Regions from separate parts of the Sus scrofa genome. Here region 1 is linked to region 2. Evidence: chromatin contacts called from public HiChIP or PLAC-seq data. All regions are on one chromosome and are shown on one strand. The core of a region is the stretch at or near the end of the contact, and the rest is flanking DNA. Distances in the headings are between cores, read along the strand shown. Region 1 holds the start of MRPS9 (mitochondrial ribosomal protein S9). Region 2 holds the start of TGFBRAP1 (transforming growth factor-beta receptor-associated protein 1).

Region 1 (4,768 bases), core at 1,380-3,879, 210 kb before region 2:
AACTCTTGTGATATTTTATGTAATGAGGGTTTTTTTTTCTTGCTTTTTATGGCGGAACCCATGGCATATAGAGGTTCCCAGGCTGTGGGTCCAATTGGAGCTGCAGCTGCCAGCCACACCACTGCAACATGGGATTCGAGCCACAACTGCAACCACAGCTCACAGCAACACTGGATCTTTTACCCACTGAGCAAGGTCAGGGATCAAACCGGCAACCTCATGGTTCCTAGTCGGATTCGTTACCGCTGTGCCACGACGGGAACTCTTCTGATATTTTAGAAGCTGACTTTAGAACCAGACCATCACATTTATATGAATCCACCGTGCTGGATGGTTGCAATGTTATGATCCTGATATGATGCCACGACCAGCACTGCAGGGAAACACGGAATCCTGGAAGAGGGACGGCACGGTATAACAAAACACACAAGAGGCTTTTACATTTAGAAAGTGGGGGACAGGAGGCACTCTGTTCCACGAACAAAAAGCCCTGGGCTGTAGCCCACATGGCTTTTATTAAGGAAGGTGCCATATGTAGGTTAGTGGGCAGGAGCAGGCATAGGCAATGACAAGGCTACTTCTTAGTGAATAATAAAGGAAACTATTAGCACTGGTACATACCTCTAGCTGCATATAGTGCAGCGGCTTATAGAACAGCATAGTTTATGCATGATGTCTTTGAAGGAGACCCTGTACTTTGGAACTCTGACTTAGCAGATATTTGCTTTTTGCAGAGTTCAGCTGTTCAGTGGTGTCCAATAATATGGGACCTAGGAAACCTAATATCTCTGACATAAGAGGTGCTCAGTAAAAGATAAATATTAAATGAAATATTAAAGATAAGAGTGTTAGCTATTTGATAAAGTTACAGTTTTTTTATATTTTAAATGTTTACAAGTACATTTCTGATTCCCATCTTTCCTTCTTTCTTTAAAGTATGCACCCAATATCAGCCTGTAGCTTTGTATTTCTTCCCAAACTCAAAGGCTACACAGGAAATTCCATGCAGCAGTCCAAGGGTTGCCCCTAGAGGTGGGAGATGTATTACACTTGCTTTACCGCAATCTAGTAAAAGAGTGTAATGACAATTTTAGAGGAAAAATAGCAGAAAAAACTCCCACAATTCCTAAACTTAATTTCAGTACTTATGTAGTTTTTATATGCTCCAACATGTCATTTTTAAAAAGTGATATAAATTCTGCTTCTACACACTTATTAGTCTTTACCTGGTGAAATTTCCACAATTAAGTTAAATACATTTTTTTAGAGTGTGCAGGAATGCCGTTTAAAGACATCTATTTTTTAAACATTTTGCATTAAAGTATGGTTGATTGAAAATGTTGTGCCAAGTCCTGCTGTACAGCAAAGTGACTCAGTGATATGTGCGTACTTTTATTACTATTTTCCATCATGGTTCTATCCCAGGAGACTGGATATAGTTCCCTGTGCTATACAGCAGGACCTCATCGCTTATCCATTCTAAATGTAATAGTTTGTATCTGCTAATCCCAAACTCCCAGTCTACCCCACTCCCCTTCCCAACCCCTTGGCCACACAAGTCTGTTCTCTACAAAGACACCTACTTTAATGACCTTTAAAGTCTTGGTTCCCAAACTTGTTGGTTCCTGGGCCTTAGCCAACTTCCTAAAGTTTCACTGGCCTAAAAGGTGACAAAAAGAACAGAGAGTGAACTTTTCATACAACTACATGCATTCCATTTGAAGGACAACATCTCATTTGAGATTTATGTCATTTCTACCTTCCTGATGTTAAAATGTTCTGTTTTAAGAAATAATGGTGATAGTAGATAGCATTTATTTTCTTGACAACATGACCTCTGATCTTCAGGTGTGTATGTGTGTATTAATTTTGCCAATCCTTCAAATCTAAGTGTTCCGAAACCCTTTCAGAGCAGTTTACTACCTCATTTAGTATGTATTTCGTAGCAAGCACCCTGGGAATTACAAACAGGAGTACACATGAGGCATACTCATCTGTATTCAACACCCATTCATTAGTTTTGATGGGGCTTCCAGGGAGGCTTAGTATTGACAATACAGGAGCGACGAGCAAAGAAGAGTACGTGTCTGTCCTCACGGGTTTAAGAGTTAGCTTGTGCATCATACACTTAGGAGACAACCAGCCTCCGGAGAAGGGTGGAGGCCCTGTACCCTGTTCAACGTCTATAAGATAGGAGAGGGAAAACCTTTGTCGGGAAGGGATCGTTCTGGGAGCAGAAGGTGGAGCCGGGTCTTGCTGGGAGAGGATAGGGGCTGGGTGATGAAGCGTGAAGATCCGGTTACGCGGAGGAGCCGGCGCGAGGGCAGCGTGGGACTGGAGGGCTGGTGAGATAGTCGCGTCGAAGTAGATCCATAGAGACTCGCGGAGGGGATTCAAGGTAAATTTAAGGAAATGATGAGACCAGGGGCACAAGCAACCTCTCTTCGGTCTGCAGGCGTGGGCCCGGGGGCGTGGTCGGACACGCCCCGTGAACTCACGCACCCAATCATCGACGAGCAGCCTCCGTCCGCAGACCCCGCCCCCCGCCCCAGCCCATTCCCGACAGCCTCCAGGACGCGGAGCCAGTTGGCGCCTGCGCAGCCCGCAAGTTCCGCCCCTGCGCCTTCCCATCCCGTTCTACCGCGGCCAACATGGCTGCTCCCTGTGTGTTTTGTGGTGCAGCCGTTTCCTATCGACTCTTTCTCGGGTGTAGGGTTAGCTTTGCGCGGGGACAAGTCCTCTGGAAAGCCGCAGCTCCTGAACTGCAGGCAGGTGCCAGATGCCAGGTAAGGCCTGAGAGAAGTTGGTGTGTTGTTCCTGTGACGCGAGAATGTGGAGCCGCCGCCGCCGCCGCGGTCCGTCTCTGCGCCCTCAGACGGGGGCCCTGGGGTCTTCGGTGCTCAGTGAGGGTCTGAGTTAGAGCAGTGGAATTGCCTTTCAGCCGCCACCTGGAGGTTGTTTCTGGTTTTCGCAGGGTGTGGTGAGGGAGAAGTTATCTGAGACGCACCGAGAGCGATTCCTCCTTTGATCCGCTGGAGCGGGTGATGGGTCCTGCCCGCGAGCCCCGCGGTCCAGAGGGAGGAAGGCCGCGCTGGAGGAGACGGTTGAGAACTGGACTCTTTGCAGTGACCCGAATACTTAATGGAGAAAGTCACCCAGTGAAGTGGAGAGTTAGTGACAGTTTTAAAATGCCTTGTATCTGTGCCGTTTCTGTTTTCTTAATTTTCCCGGTACTTGGTCTCTGGAGCGATGGAGACTAGGACTTGTAACTTTAAGCCCAAGGGCAGTGGGAAGCCAGGAATCTAGCCTCACAGATGATTGGATGGTGATGCAGTTCACTAACATGGGGTCTGAGGAGGAGGAGTAAAATTTGAGAGGGAAGCAAACGAGCTTAGTTTTGGATATATTTGTATCTGTTATATAATTATAATTGGAATGTCCAAGTGGAGATTTCCGGTAGGCTCAGAGATAGGCAAATCAGTAGTTCGAGAAGAGAGCTGATTTACAAGAAGGGAGTTCTAGTCCTTTGTGACCTTGTAGATGGTAGTTGCGACCTTGGAAATGAATTAGATCTTGAGAGGGTGTGCTGAATGAGTAATAAACACAGTTACCGAGCCCCGAAGGGCAAACAGTAGAGGAAGAAAAGCCCCCAGGAGATTGAGAATGAGCTGCCAAAGAATAGGCAGCCTGGTGTCATAGAAAACGGGATGAATGTTCTAAGGAGGGAAAGTGACTAACAGTACCAAGTATTGTAAAGAAGTCAAGTACTATGATCTAAAAACTGTATTCAAAAAAGTAATACTTATCTTTTTCCTATCTTCTTTATGTTTTAAAAGACATAACCAAGATCAACCAAGCCATCCATTCATTTATCCATCAGACATTTGCTTTTATTTTTTAATTGGAATATATGCTCAGAGTTTTTATTCATGCATGTCTTTCGAATATATCCTTCTTGTATGCAGTTAATTGTCTGTAAAAGGGTTGTAGCATACAGACTGTTTTTTATTGTTGACAGTTAATGTGAAGGAGGTGGCAGAGAGTTGCTAACTTTTTCTCCCTCCCCGGAACTCCCAAACCTTGGAGTGTCTGTATCCTGGGTCTTTCCCTATGTTCTTTTAATCATATAGAGACGTACATGCATATGCATACTTCCAAAAGATGGACTCTGTTCTACTTTTTGCTTCTTTAGCTTACAGGTATAGTAGAATTCCCCCCAAGTCACTTGTTACATGTCTTAACTGCTGCGTAATATTCTGTGGCATAAGTGTATCAAAGTTAATCCAACAGTTGCAGGGCATTTGCTTTGTTTCCTTTTTCTTCCCAAAGAGTTCAGTAAATATCCTTTTGTAATTCTTATTACATCAGGTATCCTCCACCTGATGCTTTTATTTCTATAGGAGAGCGTTCTAGGTGTGAGGTGATTGCTGCAAAGGATGTGTGCTTATCAGCAGTCATTTAATAGATATTTCCACATAGCTTTTCTAGCAGTCCATCATTGGTGTATGGGAGAGCCCTCATACTCATTTTTTTTTTCATTAGGTGAGTGAAGTCAAACTCTTAGCACTCTTAAAGGGTGGTTCTGAGATTTCTTAATCCCCAAATTCCAGAATACCACCACAGCAGATGTCACATGTATAAGCTCAGCTCAGATACAACTGAAAGACCCCATTAGACCCTTAATGGTTTCTTATATATAGCTAAAAACATTTATAAAGCTTTTTTCTGGAACAGAGCTTGTCTAAAATATTAGCGTTCCTTCACTTCC
Region 2 (4,808 bases), core at 888-3,387:
ATGGCCACCACCACCCACAGCACGGAGCAGCATTGCCTGGTTTCACCGAGGAGCCAGGCCAGGGAAGGCTGGTGTAGACAGCTTCTGAGGGATTCAGGGCGGCTCTTCCTAGGGCCACACACCAAAGAGGCCACTTCAGTGACTGCTGTCACTGCATGGCTGGCACAAATGGAAGGAAAAAGAAAAGGAAGCAGCTGGCCAGATGTTCCTTCCTATCTGACCACAGGGATGGAGCTTCCCGCTAACCAACAGAGTGAGGGGCCGCCAGGGCAGGAGTTGATGGGCTTGGCAGCCCCTCCCATGGTATGTTCTGAGTCCAGGTTCACCAGCGCACACATGCAAAAGTCCCTCCTTGCCAAAGGCCCTCAGTGCCTTCACTTGCCACCAGTTCCTCAGCTTCCTGGCCTCGGCAAGCACTTCCCCAAGGATCAAATCCTGATCCAACAGGTTGGGACCCCAGCGCTCAATACAGTCGGTCTGCAATAAGATGCACTGCATGACCCCCTATTTCCAGCAGCCAGTGGGGCTAGGGAGCTATGTAATGGTCACCCAACAGCCCTCAGTAGAAGCCATGGCAGTTGCGGCAACTGCAGACCACAGCTTCTGTCCTGAAAGCCATCCCCTTAAACCCATGAGGCCAATGGAGAACCCAACTTCCACCTGCCCCTCCGAACGAGGGGTGACAGCGGGCCGCCAACCCTGGATTGAGAAAGGGGCATGGTGTCCCCGCCTCCCAGCACACTCCTGCCGGCTCTCCAGTTGAGGCCAAATTTTCAGGCCCGAATGTGACCCGGAATTTGCGCTCTCGAATCCCAGGAGCTCTGGGAAGCGCTCATCACGTCGACAGAAGCACTACAGACGACGGTGGTGGAGCGAGGGGCGCAGGGGTGCGGACCTACCCCCAGAAGACCGCCCCCGACTCAGACCAGGACAGGGTAGCGGACGGTCCCGGCCCGGAACTCAGGCGCGCGGCGCACCCGCCCCCTCCACGCGCCGGCCCCTGGCTCCGGCCCGGGCACCTGCCGCGCACCTGCCCGCAGGCCGCCGCCCTCCAACCCCGTCCGGTGCCCCCGGCCGCCCCGCGCTCCCCACCCGCGCTCACCGGCCCGCGCTCCGGCCGCTCCGGGCCCCGCGCTCCTGGGCCCCGGCCCCGGCTCCGGCCCAGCCCCGCCGCTTCCCGTCACGTGGGCGGCCGAGGGCGGGAGCGCCGGTCTCCGTCCGGCCCGCGGCCCCGCGTTGGCTGCAGACCCCGCCCTGGGCCGGGCCTGGAGGTCCGGGGGGCTCCCCTGCGGCCCCAGCGCTCAGGATCTGCAGGGCTTACGGCGCCGGCCTGGGGGAGGAGGGGCCCGGAGGGAAAGGCGCCGACCGCCACCGAGCGCTCGGAGCAAAGCCCGCCCGGCGCAGGGTGGTGTCGGTACCGCGGTGAGGCTGCCGCCGCCGGGCCGAGCTTTCTCCTCCCACAACCGGCCTGCCGGACTCGCTCACCACCCTATTTCCAGCGCCGCGACGGCGCCAGCAGTGTACCTGCTGCGTGAACGAATGAATCCATCCATCCGTCAATCCTGGGAAAGGCTGGACCACTCTGCCACCTGACGAAGTCGGGCTGGAGGGGCTGACCGCTGCTGGTGGCCCCCGCGAGCTGAAACGTATTGCTAGGCACGAGCCGCCCACCCCTCGGCCCAGGCCCACAGTTAGCCCAGAGCCTCGGGCAGTAGGGTCGCATGGTGTCCTTACTGAAGCAGCGAGTCCTGGCACCCGTTTTGTTAGGAAACCCCATCAATAGCTATTCTTTTGGATCAAGCCAGAGAGGAACCCTAGGTTCGGATGAATCACCAGCCTCTTTTCAACATAGTCAAAATCCGGTTGCATGATGAAACCATGAGAAGGCTCCCACCAGAACCGTCAGTGGTTGATTATTAGCATATAAAAAGCTCAGTTTTCTCAGTGATTTCCCCTAATTTCAGAGGCCACAGCCTTCCTCCAGCCCCTGGGGATTATAGAACAAAGCTGTCATCCCCAACTGGGAGGCAGATACCAGATTCTACTCTGTGGTCTTCTGATTCAGAGAGAGAAAACCAAATGATACACACCCCCCCAAAGTGAAAGGAAATAAAGAACCATCAGGAATTAATCTTCTGTGGCCTATTTTTTAGCCCCTTCCCTTCTTAGTTCATGGTCTCACAGGTGCCCCAGCCCTGGCCCTGCTTCAGCTCTGGCGGGTGGATCCCATGTCACTGGCCCGGTCCCCCAGGTGGGGCAGTGGTTTTCCAGACTGTAGGGCTATGTGTGTTTCGAGGGCAAGTGGCAGTGAATGGCCTCTCAGGTCTAAGGAGGCTGGCAGCCAGTGGAGCCAGGGAGCTGGAGGACAGAAGAGTAAACTCATTTTGCCCAGGCCCACGGAGAATATGTGACTGTCATCACTTGTCACTGGCCCAGTGGGGCCTAGAATCCCATCTGTGCTTCTGCTTCTTACTGCTCTACCATGCCCCGGGGGAAGGTTAGTTGAAGAACCGCCAGACACAGGGCTAGGGCCTCAGCCCTGTGCTGGCATTTAAACCTCGCCTTACCAGGTTAGGGCCTCAGCCCTGTGCTGGCATTTAAACTTCGCCTTACCAGGTAGGCACTGCTGATTCCCGCACTGTGCAGGCAAGCGGACAGAGGCAGAGAGAAGTGAAAGACTTCTCCCACAGTCCACGGTGGTAAGAAGAGCGCAAGGGTCAGAACCCAGAACTCAACACCACTGGAAACTTTTTCTATATGAAATTCAGCTGTCGGTGGAATAGTATATAGAATAACATTTGTGTTCTCCTTTAAACAATGTAAGAGTGAAAATGTGTTAACGAACAAGAGGAGTAAAAGGAGATAATTCAGAAATAACTATTTCCTTCTGAAAAGGATTTGCTATGAGATTTTAAAAAACGGCAAACTTCACGGTGCACATTATGCCATGTAGAAACATTTATTCTTCCTGAACTTTCTGAGAAGTCTGTTTCACATGACTGATCGCTGTATGTACATAACTAGAAATGTGCAAAGATTGACATCAGGCTAATTCTAAATTCCTCATGTTTTGACTGGTTACATTTAAGAATGATCAAAGTCATATTTTTTCATAAAAATATTAACTTCAATCATTGACATTTATTAAATATCCCTTGGGCTCATACTAAACATGTTGGAAGGTGGAAAAGATGTGTTCTAATAAACTAATGAAGGTTAAGAGCTGCTGATCAGATACAAGTAAATACTTCCATAGTTATAGTCTACTCCCCAAACTCAGCATCCTTGCACTTACACATACTCACACTTACGCCAAGTTCCTCACTTCCACGCTGGCTCTAAGCTCCTGAGTGTGTCCATCATGAGCTTGCTGTCTGTCTGCTTAGAGGAAGCACTTAACCACTTTTTACACTTCCTGCTGCTCAATATTAATAAACTAGGTCATCTTTAAAAGAAGCTTTTCATGCAAAGACTGTTACTCTAATTTATAATCTCTCTTATTAAGAGTATACATCTACACATTTGGGTATCATTTTAGAAAATGATGTTAAGCAAAGAAAGATTTTTTTTAAAAATCTTTTTGGGGCCTCACCCATGGCATATGGAGGTTCCCAGGTTAGGGGTCAAATAGGAGCTGTAGCTGCTGGCCTAAACCACAGCCACAGCAATGCCAGATCCTAGCTGTGTCTGTGACCTACACCATAGCTCATGGCAACGCTGGATCCTTAACCCACTGAGCGAGGCCAGGGATCAAACCTGTGCCCTCATGGATCCTAGTCAGATTCATTTCCGCTGAGCCACAATGGGAATGCCAAGAAACTTGTTGAACTGTTATTCAAATAATTATTCCTATTTTTTAGCAGCTCCTGTGTGCTCAGTACCATAGCAGAGGCTGCAGACCATCCTGAAAGGAGGAAGACCGGCCCTGTCTTCCAGAAGCTTAATTCAATGCAGTGGTTTAGAAAGTACAGGCCAATAGTCAACAGTATCAGCAGTACTTCAGAACTTGTTAGTAATGTGGATTCTTGTGTCCACACGCCACACCTCTTAAATCAGAAACTTTGGGTGTAGGGCCCAGCTAAGCATTGTCAGGCTCTCCCGGTGACTCTAATGCTCATTCAAGTTTGAGAAGCTGTGATGGAATGGGATACGATCCCAAGGCAAAAAAATAACATCTGAGGATCAGGAAAGGTTTATGCACACTCACTTGGGACACACTTCCTGGTCTCATCCTGTGTGCCAGGTACTGTGCTGGCTGCTGAGAACCCAAAGATGAGAGACACGGTTTCAGGGACCTTATCAAAGAGGTGACCGAGGAGATGGGTTTTACAAGAAAGTCAGTGTTCTAAGCACATAAGCACAGCTTCAATATGATCTGGTTGTAAAAGGAATGAGAAATGACAATAATAAAATAACATAATCATCAATTATGATACTGAAGGTAATTATCCGAAACTCAGAACTGTGGTTCTAAGTAGCTAGAAACATAAGTGCAAAATGTGACCTATTTTTTCAGTTGCTATATGCACTATGAAGCATTTTAATTTTATTTGTGCTCAGACATACAGTTGGCACATCTGATAAAATATCTGAAACATAAATATCTTAAACATTATATAGCCAACAAGAAGAATCAATACCCCAAGTTCTCAGTATACATTCTTTTCATGATTCATTCATTCAACACATTTATCGAGACCTTCAAGTGCAGACACGGTGCGTGCTCAGGATGAGGTGGGAGAGTCAAAAGAAACATACAGATCTGTCCTGGAGGAACTTCTAACCCAGTGAGGTGATGATGCCAGCCA

Evidence for each region. HiChIP or PLAC-seq counts read pairs in DNA pulled down with a chosen protein or histone mark.
Region 1: a contact with region 2 is called in an H3K27ac HiChIP or PLAC-seq map of alveolar macrophages. The contact joins the promoter of MRPS9 here to the promoter of TGFBRAP1 in region 2. A contact is called at or near these places in 1 of 47 Hi-C or Micro-C datasets (liver) and 1 of 2 datasets of contacts at active chromatin or transcription factors (alveolar macrophages).

What each region holds. Positions count from the first base shown.
Region 1 is chr3:49,679,259-49,684,026 of Sscrofa11.1, reverse strand. It overlaps MRPS9 (mitochondrial ribosomal protein S9), which reads left to right and starts at 2,629. Exons shown (of 11, transcript NM_001244553.1): 1 at 2,629-2,786. The coding sequence starts at 2,652.
Region 2 is chr3:49,467,227-49,472,034 of Sscrofa11.1, reverse strand. It overlaps TGFBRAP1 (transforming growth factor-beta receptor-associated protein 1), which reads right to left and starts at 2,137. Exons shown (of 12, transcript XM_003354707.5): 1 at 1,525-2,137. The coding sequence starts at 1,553. LOC100625214 (a long non-coding RNA gene) reads right to left here. Exons shown (of 3, transcript XR_130489.4): 3 at 2,941-4,808.